4 separate regions of the Zea mays genome follow, and regions 1, 2 and 4 are each linked to region 3. The links are chromatin contacts, called in public Hi-C maps. All regions are on one chromosome and are shown on one strand. The core of a region is the stretch at or near the end of the contact, and the rest is flanking DNA. Distances in the headings are between cores, read along the strand shown. Region 1 holds the start of LOC100382739. Region 2 holds the start of LOC100286162 (plastocyanin-like domain containing protein). Region 3 holds the start of LOC100274961. Region 4 holds the start of LOC100856973 (6-phosphogluconate dehydrogenase, decarboxylating).

The links. A called contact is a pair of places that touch in the nucleus more often than the background predicts.
Region 1: a Hi-C map of ear shows a contact between it and region 3, with 2.0 times the contacts expected there. The contact joins the promoter of LOC100382739 here to the promoter of LOC100274961 in region 3. A contact is called at or near these places in 2 of 25 Hi-C or Micro-C datasets (ear and leaf).
Region 2: a Hi-C map of leaf shows a contact between it and region 3, with 4 times the contacts expected there. The contact joins the promoter of LOC100286162 here to the promoter of LOC100274961 in region 3. A contact is called at or near these places in 4 of 25 Hi-C or Micro-C datasets (ear, endosperm, leaf and 1 more).
Region 4: a Hi-C map of leaf shows a contact between it and region 3, with 5 times the contacts expected there. The contact joins the promoter of LOC100856973 here to the promoter of LOC100274961 in region 3. A contact is called at or near these places in 5 of 25 Hi-C or Micro-C datasets (bundle sheath, leaf, seedling and 1 more).

The regions. Positions count from the first base shown.
Region 1 is chr4:20,145,150-20,148,314 of Zm-B73-REFERENCE-NAM-5.0, forward strand. LOC100382739 reads left to right here and starts at 1,905. Exons shown (of 7, transcript NM_001175456.1): 1 at 1,905-2,226; 2 at 2,570-2,922. The coding sequence starts at 1,947.
Region 2 is chr4:19,531,029-19,534,187 of Zm-B73-REFERENCE-NAM-5.0, forward strand. LOC100286162 (plastocyanin-like domain containing protein) reads right to left here and starts at 1,670. Exons shown (of 2, transcript NM_001159050.2): 1 at 1,376-1,670; 2 at 798-1,238. The coding sequence starts at 1,667. The coding sequence ends at 868. It overlaps LOC100384115 (Lipase/lipooxygenase PLAT/LH2 family protein), which reads right to left. Exons shown (of 4, transcript NM_001176703.2): 4 at 2,095-3,159. The coding sequence ends at 2,638.
Region 3 is chr4:19,817,312-19,820,413 of Zm-B73-REFERENCE-NAM-5.0, forward strand. LOC100274961 reads right to left here and starts at 1,357. Exons shown (of 4, transcript NM_001174537.1): 1 at 1,240-1,357; 2 at 974-1,069; 3 at 397-876. The coding sequence starts at 1,278. It also overlaps the pseudogene LOC111591476.
Region 4 is chr4:20,260,417-20,263,700 of Zm-B73-REFERENCE-NAM-5.0, forward strand. LOC100856973 (6-phosphogluconate dehydrogenase, decarboxylating) reads right to left here and starts at 1,775. Exons shown (of 1, transcript NM_001254857.2): 1 at 1-1,775. The coding sequence starts at 1,676. The coding sequence ends at 153. It overlaps LOC100286018, which reads right to left. Exons shown (of 12, transcript NM_001402555.1): 12 at 2,560-3,008.

The DNA of each region.
Region 1 (3,165 bases), core at 655-3,154, 330 kb after region 3:
ATAAATGGACACGAATGGTGGCCCGACAAACGAAGGTGAGGATCAGATAAAAATGTGATAAATATGTTGGCTTTTAAATAAAATCCTCTATTCAAACAGACGTTTTAGATATATAGCTTTTACTATATATTTAAATATACAACATATTTAAATATATAATAAATCTCTACTATATTTAAAGCATCAGTTTTAACGGTTGTTATGCGTCATCTTGAAGCTGTCTAACCAATAAAACATCATACTCAAATGTTTCTAATATTGAATATAAATTGTACATATGTATATATGATTTTTTTTAAAAAAAAATAAAAAAATAATCGTGCCGGGCAGGACCAGCACTATGGGCCGAGGCTATGGCCCAAGCATCACACGACGCTCGTGCCGGATTGGCCCAGACACTATTAAATGGGTCGTGCCTCTGTTCGGCTCGCCAGACACGACACATTTGGCCATCTATACCTCCGTACGATAATGATGGTCCTTGCCTCAGTTGCCACCACCTCGTTCGTCATTCTACTTCTTTTCTCTCTCCCCTCATGCCTCCACCTCCGCGCCACCCCATTCTCGGCAAAGGGCGTAGAAGCAGGCGCCTCCTACCCATATTCGTCCGACACCGACTCGTGCGGTGGCTATAGCACGTCCACGAGGACGTTTCACATCATGCGCGCACCATCGTTTTTGCCGTCGTCGAACGTCCCATTCGTCTTCCCTGCCTTCGCCTTGTTCTTCCACCCCAATCTGCTGCCCCATGCCCACGGTCGCAGCCGTGAGTCGACGTTGACGCGGGTACGGGGCGAGTCGGTCGTGCTCCTGGCCTTTCTCCGTGCTTGCCGTTGAGTAGGACATGGTGGCGCCTGCCACGCTTAGATTATCTTAGCGATGAGGAGTCCAGGTCTGAGATATTGGACAAATAAGGCCCATAGCGTGGCAGCAGTCGGTATATGCTACGGAGTTGGTGCTGGTGTTGTGTCGCTTCGGCGGGTTCAGGGCTGGGAAGACACTCGTATTATCTCGCCCTTCTCGGGCTAACGCTTGGTGCGGGTGCCTTTTGGTTTGGAGCTGCTCCAGCTGGGCTTCTTTCTCCGCTTGCGTGCTCTCTCCCTATATATCTAGCAGTATACTACCTATATCGCCTCCAGATGCCCAGGTCTTCGTCGTGTCCTTCTCCGGCAACGAACAGGTATGCCCGCCTCTTCCCTTCCACTCATGTTCTACGAAACCTTGAAGGTGGGGGAGGCGAGGGATGTGGGTCTCTGATTTGCTGCCTATGGTACCCGTGCGTCCATAAAAAAATATTATGCGAAGAGTGGAGACGACCAATAAAAAATCTTGAGAACTTTTTTGTAGATAATTTACGTGGGTATCGTTGTGAGCCGTCGCAACGCACGGGTAACCGACTAGTTTTATATATAATATGAGGAGTATTATATATGTATATATATTATTCGTTTTTATCTATAATCTATAACAATATACGATCTACCTGTTTAAACTTTGTAAAATCACCCAACCAAATTATTATCACACTCATAAAATCCACTAAGTCTACAAAAAAAATTACACCTAAATCTAACGCATCATCAAAACCACGGTTTAGATAATTGGATAACCCATCTCTTATGGTCACTCAAATCTATTAAACAATATTATTAAAATTATCCCTTATTCCTCACTCTTCCCCCACTCAGCGGTCGATCTACCCCTTTTCGGAATGTAGTGTTTGCACCGCTATATGCTGGTTATATTGATTGTTCAGTACTAAAGAGATAAAAGGAATTTTCTTTTTCAATCACCACAGTCAGGGCCCACGAGGTCATGACACTCGTGGTTTAGGCCCATGGGCCGGAAATTTGTGGCGGCCAGGCGGCCAGCTGCAACTCTCGGACTGCAGCATTCCATTTCCAGGAAGGCCACGGCGGCGAGAACTCACTCGGGCGCTGCCGGCGATGTACGGCACTTCCGACCCCACAGCTGCGGAGCGCACGGCTTTCCGGCGTGCGGAGAAACAGTACAAGCTTTACAAGACACTCAACGTCAAGGGCAGGTCCAGGTCCAGGTCCAGGTCAGGATGCAGGCCGTCTAGCGGAGAGGGAGGTGGCGCTGATCTGTCAGCCGTAGTTGACTTCCATGCTCTGCTTGCCGCCGACGGGGAGCTTCCTGACGGGATTGGTCGGCGTGAGTGCCCCGGATTCGACCGCCCCGTGTTCTGCTTCTTGGACCGGCCAGGTAACTGTGATCTCCTTTCGATTCTTTGTTTGGGGCTAAAATTAGGTCGTCAGGGTTTTTTCTTTCACTAGCGAATCTGAACATGGCACTTCGAACAGGGGAAGGTCTTGCAAAGTAGATGCTGTTTTAGTCCTGTGATGACATTTCAGGAGTAAAGCTTATGTGAATACCAAATCATCTTGTTTAACACTTTTACAATAAAACTATGCGTTCCTGCCCAAATTTGTGTGTAAACATCAAAACTTGCAAGTCATTTCTCATTTCCCATATGGCCAAGAAATCATAATGCCATTACACCAAATATTTTTCTGATATATTAGTACTCTTCTCTGTAACTCTGCAGGGTTCTATTTCATTCCTGGTGCTTTATCAACTGAGGAACAATGCTGTTGGATCAGGGAAAGCTTGAAAACATTTCCACAGCCACCTAATAGGACTAATTTGACTGCAATATATGGTTCAATTTCGGACTTACTCATCGCTGCCGAAAATCAACAGATATTGGTTGAAGCAGAAAATCCTGATATCCAAGAAAGAAATAAACAGAATAATTGTGGAGGGAAAACAGAATCCAAATACTTCAAATTTGTGGACTCAGAGAGCCAGAAAGGGGAAGAGCATAGGTCAAACGCAGCAACTACCCTTGTGAGGAAGCTCCGGTGGAGCACCCTTGGTCTGCAATTTGATTGGTCAAAGGTATGTATCCGGTTGCTTTCATGGCAATGCTAATTGCTAACAATAAGTTCATTTATATTATTGCTTGAATTCTGGTTTGTGGTGATATTGATGTATTATGAATTTCTGAAACATTATTCTGCAATAAAAATATGTTCGGAAGGTTCTACAATTGTTTCAAAAGTGTTCTATTCAGATCAATCATATTATTATTACAGATATAGAATTCCATTGGAGTGTTAAGTGTATGTCAAGGCACATCCT
Region 2 (3,159 bases), core at 420-2,919, 290 kb before region 3:
GTCCTCGTCGATGTGTCCTCCTCTTGTTCATTGCTCCGTCGTCTTCACGTATGGGGTCCGTCTGTTGCTCGTGCATGTGTCCCTTGTTCTGCCAACCTATTCTTTTTATAGACCGAGGAAGCGGTCGGCCAGCGGTGGGTTCCTCAGGAAGGAGCCACCGGGTGATGGTAAAACCATACGTTTTATCTGGGGTAAAGGCACGCGAGCCCGTGGACCTCAGGAACACTTGGTTGCATCGTATTCTTTATGGCAGACAGCGTGGGAAGTATGGGGCCCGAGCGTTATCATTTGGGTTGTGTCAACCCGTGACCTTCATAGCCTGGGGCTTAGCGCGGTTCGTCTTATTATGTCCTGCCATCAATCTACGCACTCGGATCTAGTTCTGATAGGTCAATAGTGTGTCGCAGGATAGAGGCGCACGAGTCATAAATGTGTCGTAGCCTGAGGGGTTTGTAAGCTATATGAGTGTGCCACATTCCGAGTCATGAGTGGGAGGCGGACCGGTGACTTCGCCTTGGCTCGATGCTAGACGTAGTTAATGCAGCCGGTTATTTATAACGGGTCGGTCTCTTATGACGGTTTACTTATGGCGTAGTTAAAGTTTGAATATGGGATGAAAATGAGAAAGTTGCTGGAGATGGTCTTTGGACGGCTGCAGCGTGGTGAAGAGAACCGGATACCGGGCTACCGACTTGCTAAGGCGCCGTCGTTTCTCATCTTTTTCCTTCCGACTTTGACCATGATGCTCCAAAATATTAGTAGTATTTGTCCATGTTTTGCTATCTGGAACGTCACTGCAAAAGCCTTCCTCGTACTATTAGCCATTTTTGGTTGTCAACAACCTGTGTTATGAATAATAAAAAAAAATCAAGAAAACGCAAGTGCAGCAAAGGCTGCAACCATCGCAACGCCCCACACGGCCACAGCTCCATCGTGTCGCGCTCGCGTCCCCGCCGGCGCGCCGGAGAGTGGCTCGTAGTACGACGGGGGCACCGACGGGAGACCGCGGCCATGTGCCACGCCGACCTGAAACCGCATCCCCTTCCGGCAGTGTTCCCCGTCCAAGGCGTCGGAGAAGAAGTAGTTGGTGCCCTCCGCCGTGAGCATCACGACGAGGAACGCCTCCTCCGGCTTCCACCCGCCGCCGCCGCCTCTCGCCGCGACGCCGGCGCTGCAGAACCTGTACGCCGTGGCGTTGGTCGTGTGCACCACCGTGTTGCTGGTGTCCGTCCTGAAGCCTTTGCGATGGATGGAGCATGCCGCCAGCCACACACGTCAGACACGTCAGTACGTAACCAGCGTCGATCGATTGAGCTCCATACAGAAACAGTAGTTTGGACTTGGGCAGGGGAGGAAGCCGAGGATGAGGACTCACTGAGGTAGTCGCCGAGGAAGAAAGTGCGGTTCGCAGCCCAGGCGGAGTAGTTGGCGGCCGAGGCGTTCGCCTTCCAGTCGAAGATCCACCCCGCGCCGTCGCCCACCGCGTGGTTCGTGCCAAACGGCGGCAACAGTGGCGCCGTGGTGTTCTTGGTCGAGCTCGCCGTTGAATTGGTCACGGAGCTCGGACTCGCTGTCGCATTGCCTGCGGCTGCAGCGGTCGATAGGGTGAAAACGGCGATGACGACTACTCGGAACATCACTGTCGTCGGAATGCCCATGTCTAGCATCTGGCAGCACTTGAGAAAGCTGGTGATATATGTATGATGTGCTGCTAATGCCAGACTACAGGCAGAAGCTTCAGATGCAAAATGGGTGTCTACTCTTGTCAGTGAATTCACCGGTTTATGCGGCGGCATCCAGGTGGGGGCGGCGGCCACCTGGCTAGGTACCATGCTGTGGCCGGTGACTAGATCTATGGACTGTGGTAAAATACTTACAATTGAATATAATGATAATTCTGCCTAGGAAATGGTGTTCATCTCAGATCTGTATAAGATAATAAGTTTAAAAAATTACTGCCCAGCGGAACTTGACAGGAACTTTTCACAGTCGTATACTGCTAATGTTGTGTTGAGTGAATCTACAATCGCTCTAGAGCTTCCAGTTCAAGAAAATACTCAGATGATAGTGATTTGGAGCAACGCCAAGCATTTTGTTTCGATAGTTACTGTGTATTTAACCTCACAAATGTCATATTTTTACATACAACAAAGCTGTAGTCGGTATATCATCTTAACAGTTCAGTGTCCGATAGGTGAGTATACTATACTACAACTCAAGTTTCTAAGATGAAATCAAGTTGTGCTGTATGGCAAAAGCCAAAACGCTCCGTAGTTTATGGCCATGTCCTTAGTTTTTGTGTCTCTGTTTTTCTTCTGCTGTACTGGTCATGCCTTTCTAAGGGTGCTTCAAAGTATCCTAGACTTTTGTTCTTCTTCTTCTTGATATAATGATACACAGCTGTCCTGCATGTCTGAAAAATACAACTTAAGTTTCTGACTTCAAACTGCCACAACACTTGAACTCTTGCTGTGAATTGAACCCTTGCAAGGATGACACAGTCACCAAGATGAGAGGGTTCTTTTTTCCAGTTCAGAAACTAGGACTTGTCCTTTGCACTTCAGCTAATTCCGTTCCAGTCTTGAATACAGATCTTCTATAGGAAACTATTACTAACATATTTTTAAAGAAGTCCAATTAACTGCTGTCACCAGATCCATCTTCACTCTTTGAGTCACTTAGCATAGGCATGAACGCTGCAAGAAGAACAGCAACCTTGTTTGCTAGGAACCCTGCAGTGCCAACAAAGAGGTCGGTGGGTGTGAGCGCAAAGCTGTCGCCTCCAGCACCATACTTCAGTGCAACTGCACCTGCAACCAGTACTAGTGATAGTATCAACCATGGCCTCCTTACACCGCTGAAACTTTTTACCGAAGGCTGTGCACCGCCAGCTTCTGAAGGTGAACCGATCACAGGCAAACCATCAACCGATCTTTGGAGCAGCAACAGGTACAGGAACCCTCCAATGCCACCTATCAGGAACGAATAGGCAGCGCTGTCATTTGAAGCCAAGATGAAGGTAGAGAAGCCGGTTATCACTATAGATGCGTCATAGAGCAGCAGAGATTGTTTAAGGTCGGCGTACTCTCTCAACCCATCCTCTCTTACTTCCTGAATGCTTGAAGCTTTGCTTCTTGAGGATAACATCCCTTGTTGAAG
Region 3 (3,102 bases), core at 107-2,606:
TAAATCACCGTGTCACACTCAAGTTCTACCACTTGCACCTCGTTAGTCCTCCATATCAATGTTCCAAATCACCCAATAGTTTATCCCAAAGCTTTGTAGTACTAACTTAAAAAACCAAGTACGGCCATGCAGCGCCGATGTGACATTTAAGCATCCCTCGGCGCTGCATGGCCGATGCAGCGCCAATGTTTATTATATTTAGTACTCATAATAAACATTTAAGCATCCGATGTGACACAGGATAATTAATTTTAGTCCCAAACCAAACCCCTATGGTTAAACAATTTGAACCAGAAGAATTAAGACCGGCTACGGCATGATTTAAAAACCATTATAGTTGTAGTAATAATGAATTAACTAATGATAATGGTAACCACAACGACAGGCTCTGCCTACCAGCATCATGGCGTCCCTCGGCGTGGGCGCGAAGAGGACGAGGTACTCGTCGTCGGTGAGGCCGCAGTGGCTGAGCACGCGGTTCCTGGCCTGGATCTCCGGGATCGAGATGAAGCTCCCCGGGAAGGACGACTTCTTGGTGAGCATGTCCAGCAGCCGCGACGGCTCCAGCCGGACCGTGTCCGCCGAGTCGGGCCTCGTGCCGGCCGACGACGACGGCGACCCCGCCGGCGACGAACGCTGCCGCTCGCCGCCGGCCTCCGGCGACATGTAGTAGGTGGAGTAGAGGTCGTCCTTGTCGCAGCTGCCGTCCTCGATGAGGCCGTGCGAGTACTGCGGGTACATGGCCAGCACGTACTGCTCCACGTACTGCCGCTCGCTGGGCGTGATGGGCCCCGACCACCGCAGGTCCAGCCCGTGCAGCGTCGAGATCGCCTCCGCGATGATGTGCGCCGGGATGAACTCCCGCGGGCAAACCTTCTGCTTATATATATATGTTTATTACAAACACAATTATTTCTGGACGAAAATTCAAGCAAACCTTCTGCTTGTATACTATTACTAGCTGCTTAATTACCTTCACAACCATGCTGTTCGGCCTGCTTGATGTGCCAGGAAGGGGGCTGGGAACTGAGGCGCAGATTCCATCTTTAAATTCTCCACCTAGTAAGCCCTGATGAATTGGATGAATACACACACACACAAACAACCAGTAAGTACTAGTACATGACTCTAACAAGGAATTAAACTATTTTAACCTTTTTAGTTAATCTTAACAAAACACCAGTAGTTATATATGGATTCACATCTCTAGCTAGAACAGAAACTAGATGAAATACACACCTTGTGTTCCATGTGGATGTGCTCCATCTTTCCGCACATTTGTGCACCTTTAATCGACTGTCTAGAGAGTAGAGAGAGACAAAGAGAGAGAGAGAGAGAGTATGTCGTCTGTTCTTCGATGGAGAACAAGAGTTATGGAACAAGTTGGATTTGACAGAGTATATATGTATGAGGAGAAGCGGGGCAGCGGATGGAGTATACTGAAGAGGCAAGCTGCAGGGATAATAGTGCTTCTAAGTCTGGTCCTCAAGGAACAAGATATAGCGCTACTAGGATGCAACAGCTGTTTAGCCGTGGTTCTTTATACAGCACTACTGATTGATGAGGCACACATAACAAATGTCCGTGTCTCTATCAAAGGGAGCATAGACAAATTGCTGTGTCATATATGAAAAATCCAGCTGTTTCTATGTGTTGTTTAATTTCTGATGATGTGGGTCTATGGCATCTAGCTACAGGCATATACCATGTTCCTCAGCATTATTGGAGGCTTGGTCTTTATTCAGATACAAACATCCACACACATTTATACACACACTATATCAACACTTCAGAATTACTGGACCTACATGCAGAAAGCTAGAAAATCTACTAGGTTCGACCAAGATAACATGCAACAAGAGAAGTGTAGATCATTATTACTAGACGTGTAGTACAATAGAAGAAGAATGCGTCAATATAGTGAAAATAGTATTACATCCTCACGTACCAACAACAATAACATATTTACCTGTACTCTTCACGTATTCGTTGCCGCTCAACACCACAACAACGCCAGCGACATCTTTATGGTATCCACGGTTGTAAGGATCAAACACTATTACGCTGGTGTGCTAGCACCACACACACAGTGAGAAGAAGGGCAACAAATGCTTGAGCGCTCGCAAACCTGGGAAAGAGGCGGTGACAGGCGATAGCTAAGATGTGTCTCTCTCTTCTAGCATGTCAACTCTCTACTATATTAAAGCACCGGTTTTGTGGGTTGTGCATCACATCGAAGCATGTAGGTCTATTTCTTTTACCGCTTCTTGCCTAACAAATGGGCATTGAGAAACCATCCAAGCCCAACACGATAGGAAGCCATACGCAGAGCAATACTCCCACATAGTACCATCTCGCTATCTGAAGGAGAACGAGCACCCGAGCGACTTATAAAAAAGGGTCGGGCTCCTATTCAACTCATACCTTTCTCGGGCTTTTGGTTAAGATAAGGTGTAATATTTGTTCTTATCAGTTTAATATAGGATATGTTCACTCTGATCTTACATTTATTTTTTATGGGTATCAAATATGTTTGTGTGCCGTCGCAATGCACGGGCGTTGTACTAGTCTTTCCTAAATATAGACTCATGCTAATGGATTTTTAACTTAAAGGCTCATTTATGTTATCATGGATCATGGTTGCCTCTCTGGAATATTTTTTACGATCTCTCATTTACACTAGAGTCAATCATCTATTTAGTTGTTGCAATCTCTTAAGTACTAAAGACGGACATGATATAAAACTATTTTCGAGTCATTAATCAATAGTGATGTCTAGCAGCACATATCAAATCCTATATACACATAAAGATCATATGGGTCGAATCTTGATACACACACATCTGATCCTTTTGCCACACTATATCTATCGAACTCAAGGGGAGATTTGTGCCACCCTTCTAATATCTCGACACTTCACTCAATTTGGTAATGGATTATATCTTGTCATTAGCTTTGTAGTCACATCATAATTAACTATCTAATTATATTGTCATGACCATGCACTTTCTTAATTCGACTACATCAAGGGCCCTAGTGAATCTCTCCCATTATGTTGGAGGGACAAATTCCTTCTTGATCCACTCACATCACATCCTATGT
Region 4 (3,284 bases), core at 525-3,024, 440 kb after region 3:
TGTTCTTCACTTGCCAACCATACAGTACAGCATTATTTGAAGTACTCGACTTGGATCTAGAAGCATAAAGATAACAATAGTAAAACAAAAGATAACCCACAGAGAGAAATCACACAAAGCAGAAAACATCCCTTCTCATACCAACCAATTCCTCAAATGGCTGCGCCATTGCTCCTCCTCGCCAGCTTGGTCCATTCGGTGTGGAATGAACCCGGACAGTCAATGCGCTCATAGGTGTGTGCACCAAACAGATCCCTCTGCGCTTGGATCAGATTTGCAGGCAATCGACTTGATCTGTAGGTATCGAAGTACGAAAGGCTAGCAGTCATTCCTGGCGTGCTAATGCCAGCCTCCACCGCGCGTGCCACAACCCACCTCCACGCGTTCTGCCGCTGCACCATCTCCCTTGCAAACTCTCTGTCAACAATCAAATTGGCGAGCTCAGGATTCCTGTCGTACGCGCTCTTGATCCTATCAAGGAACCTCGCACGGATAATGCAGCCGCCCTTCCAGATCCTGGCAAGCTCTGCGAGGTTAAGGTTCCATCCCTTCTCCACGCTCTTGGCTCGCAGCAGATTCATGCCCTGCGCATAGCTGCAAATCTTGGAGGCGTAGAGCGCTTGCCTGACCCTATCCACCAGCACCTTCTTGTCGACATTAACCGTCTCCAACAGGCCCGCCGGCATCCCCTCTTCCTCCAGCACCCCAGCGGCTGCGACCCGTTCGTCCTTCAACCCTGACAGGTACCTCCCGTCCAGCGACGCGGCAATCGTGGGCGCTGCCACCGCAAGCTCCGCCGCCTGCTGCACGGTCCATTTCCCGGTCCCCTTCATCCCAGTCTTGTCCAGAATCCTGTCAACCAGCGCCCCGCCGCCACTCCCGCTCCCGTCCAACGGGTCAGCCACGGTGAAAATGTCGGCGGTGATCTGGACCAGGAAGCTCTCGAGCTCCCCCCTGTTCCACTCAGCGAAGACATCGGCGATCTCGGAGTTGGACAGGCCCCCGAGCCTGCGGAGCACGTCGTACGCCTCGGCGATGAGCTGCATGTCGCCGTACTCGATCCCGTTGTGCACCATCTTGACGAAGTTGCCGGCGCCGCCGGGCCCGACGAAGGTGACGCAGGCGCCGTCCTCCGTCTGCGCGGCGGCCTTCTGGAGGATGTCCCTGATGTTGGCGTAGGCGTCGGCGCTGCCGCCGGGCATGAGCGAGGGCCCGTTCCGCGCGCCCTCCTCGCCGCCGGAGACGCCCATCCCGAGGTACAGGACGCCGCGCGCCGCCGCCTCCTGGATGCGGCGCTCCGTGTTCTGGTACCACTCGTTGCCGCCGTCGACGATGGCGTCCCCGGGCTCGAGGTAGGGGGAGAGGGCCTGGATGGTGGCGTCGACGGCGGGGCCGGCCTGGACGAGCAGCACGACGGCGCGCGGGCGCGCGAGGGACAGCACGAACCCGCGCGGGTCGCGGTGGCCCAGCACCGGCAGCGAGCCCTCGTCCCGCGCGCGGGACAGCGTGGAGTCCACCTTGGCGGCGGTGCGGTTGTAGACGGAGATCGGGAACCCTTTCTCGGCGATGTTCAGGGCCAGGTTCTGGCCCATGGTGGCGAGGCCCGCGAGCCCGATGCGCGGCGGGGGGCAGTGCGCCGCCGCGGCCGCGGGGGACGCCGGCGCCGGGGAGGCCATCGGTGGGTGGGTGGGTAGGGTTTTGGCGCTGGCGGCGGTGATGAGATGGAGGGGAAGGAACGGGGATGGGAGGTGGCCGAGGAGGAGAGAGAGAGTTCGGGGGAACGGACGGAAGTGAAGGTGGACAGTGCTGTAGCCTGTAGGGGATAGAAATATTGCGGCCCGGGGTTTTGGATGGGGTCCCTGGAGTCTGGGGTTATCGTAGAAACTGTCCTAGGAATAGAGTGGATCCGGTACACCCGACGCTCATGGAAGCAAAAATTCCAGAGGACTTGAGGTGCTTTCTGCAAAGGGCCACCTCACTCTTGCGTTCTTTCGCGGCCGCAGCCGCCTGCTGCTGGCTGCCTCGCGGTGAGGCGGACTCATCGAGGCGGCCAAACGGCACAGGCTTGGCCGGTCGATCAGTCCAAGGGCCAGCTGCCGCTCGGCGCGCGCGACCAACCAACAAAGCTCGTGTTCTCCGACCCCTACAAGGCTCGGCCCTTGGCAACCAACGGCCGTGCCCGTGCGTGCTGCATCCCCATCCCTCGAAGCCGGCCAGAAGTCATATTCGCTGAACATGTGGAGAAGACTATGAACCCAAGTACGTACCCAACTTCGTTTTGATGATTGCTATAATAAAGCTCCGATTCTCCACAGAAAGCCAAGTACTAGGAGCGACGGAAAGGCTAATGGTATCCTATTACTCTCTCAGCGTCTTCGAGCTCAACTGACTGCAGTTGCAGTATTACTTTAGAGTAATGCTGACGAGCTAGTTGCATGGCTCCAAATCGTACATCGTCGCTGCAAGCGCTTTGACCCCGTCTTCGTCAAGCACGGCACTAGACTTTCTGCCCCCAGCACAGCAACAACAACTAAAACGCCACAGCAAATCGCTATCTTGTGCCCATCCAAACTGGAAACTGAATTAACCAGGTCACGTATTAAGGCAACCAGATACCAAAGAGTGCGTTGTTCTACCATGCAGGTACACAGCAATTTCGGTCACATCATGTTTCTCACGAGGTAGTGGCGCAATCGTCACAGCCCTCATTGGGGGGCAACACACCAGTAGGCCGTTGCAATTGAATGGTGTGCCCAGACCATCTCTCACTCGCAAATGAGTAGTAGTAGTAGATAAAAAATAAAAGAGAGCCAATTTTGACTTCAGCGACCATATATAGCACGCAGATCGCTACTAATAACGGGGGAAAACGCCTCCCGCACAACATTCAGCACCATCACCAAAAACAAGCTAGTGCGATGTCCGGTTCATTTTTTATGTAGTACCAGTTCGTTCGACTGATTTCACCCACCGAGGTTCCAAGGCTGGGGGCTCCAGAGCTAAGCCACCTGCAAAAATTAAAAGAGCAAAACGTGAAGCAACTATGACAAAATGAAAATTATGGTGCCTATATGCATTTTTGTTTCCAGACTCTGCAGTGGCAAATCCATGAAAGGACCAGTGCATGAGCAGTATGACAACATGAAGCATCATTGTGACTTATGACACATAAGGTTTTGATCCCAGCAAAATGCATACTAACAACAGCCAGCACTAGAGCTCTGTTTTGTGCCAGCGAGCAAGTAAACTTGTAGTGGCCGAAGTTAATGACAGTCCACCAGGAG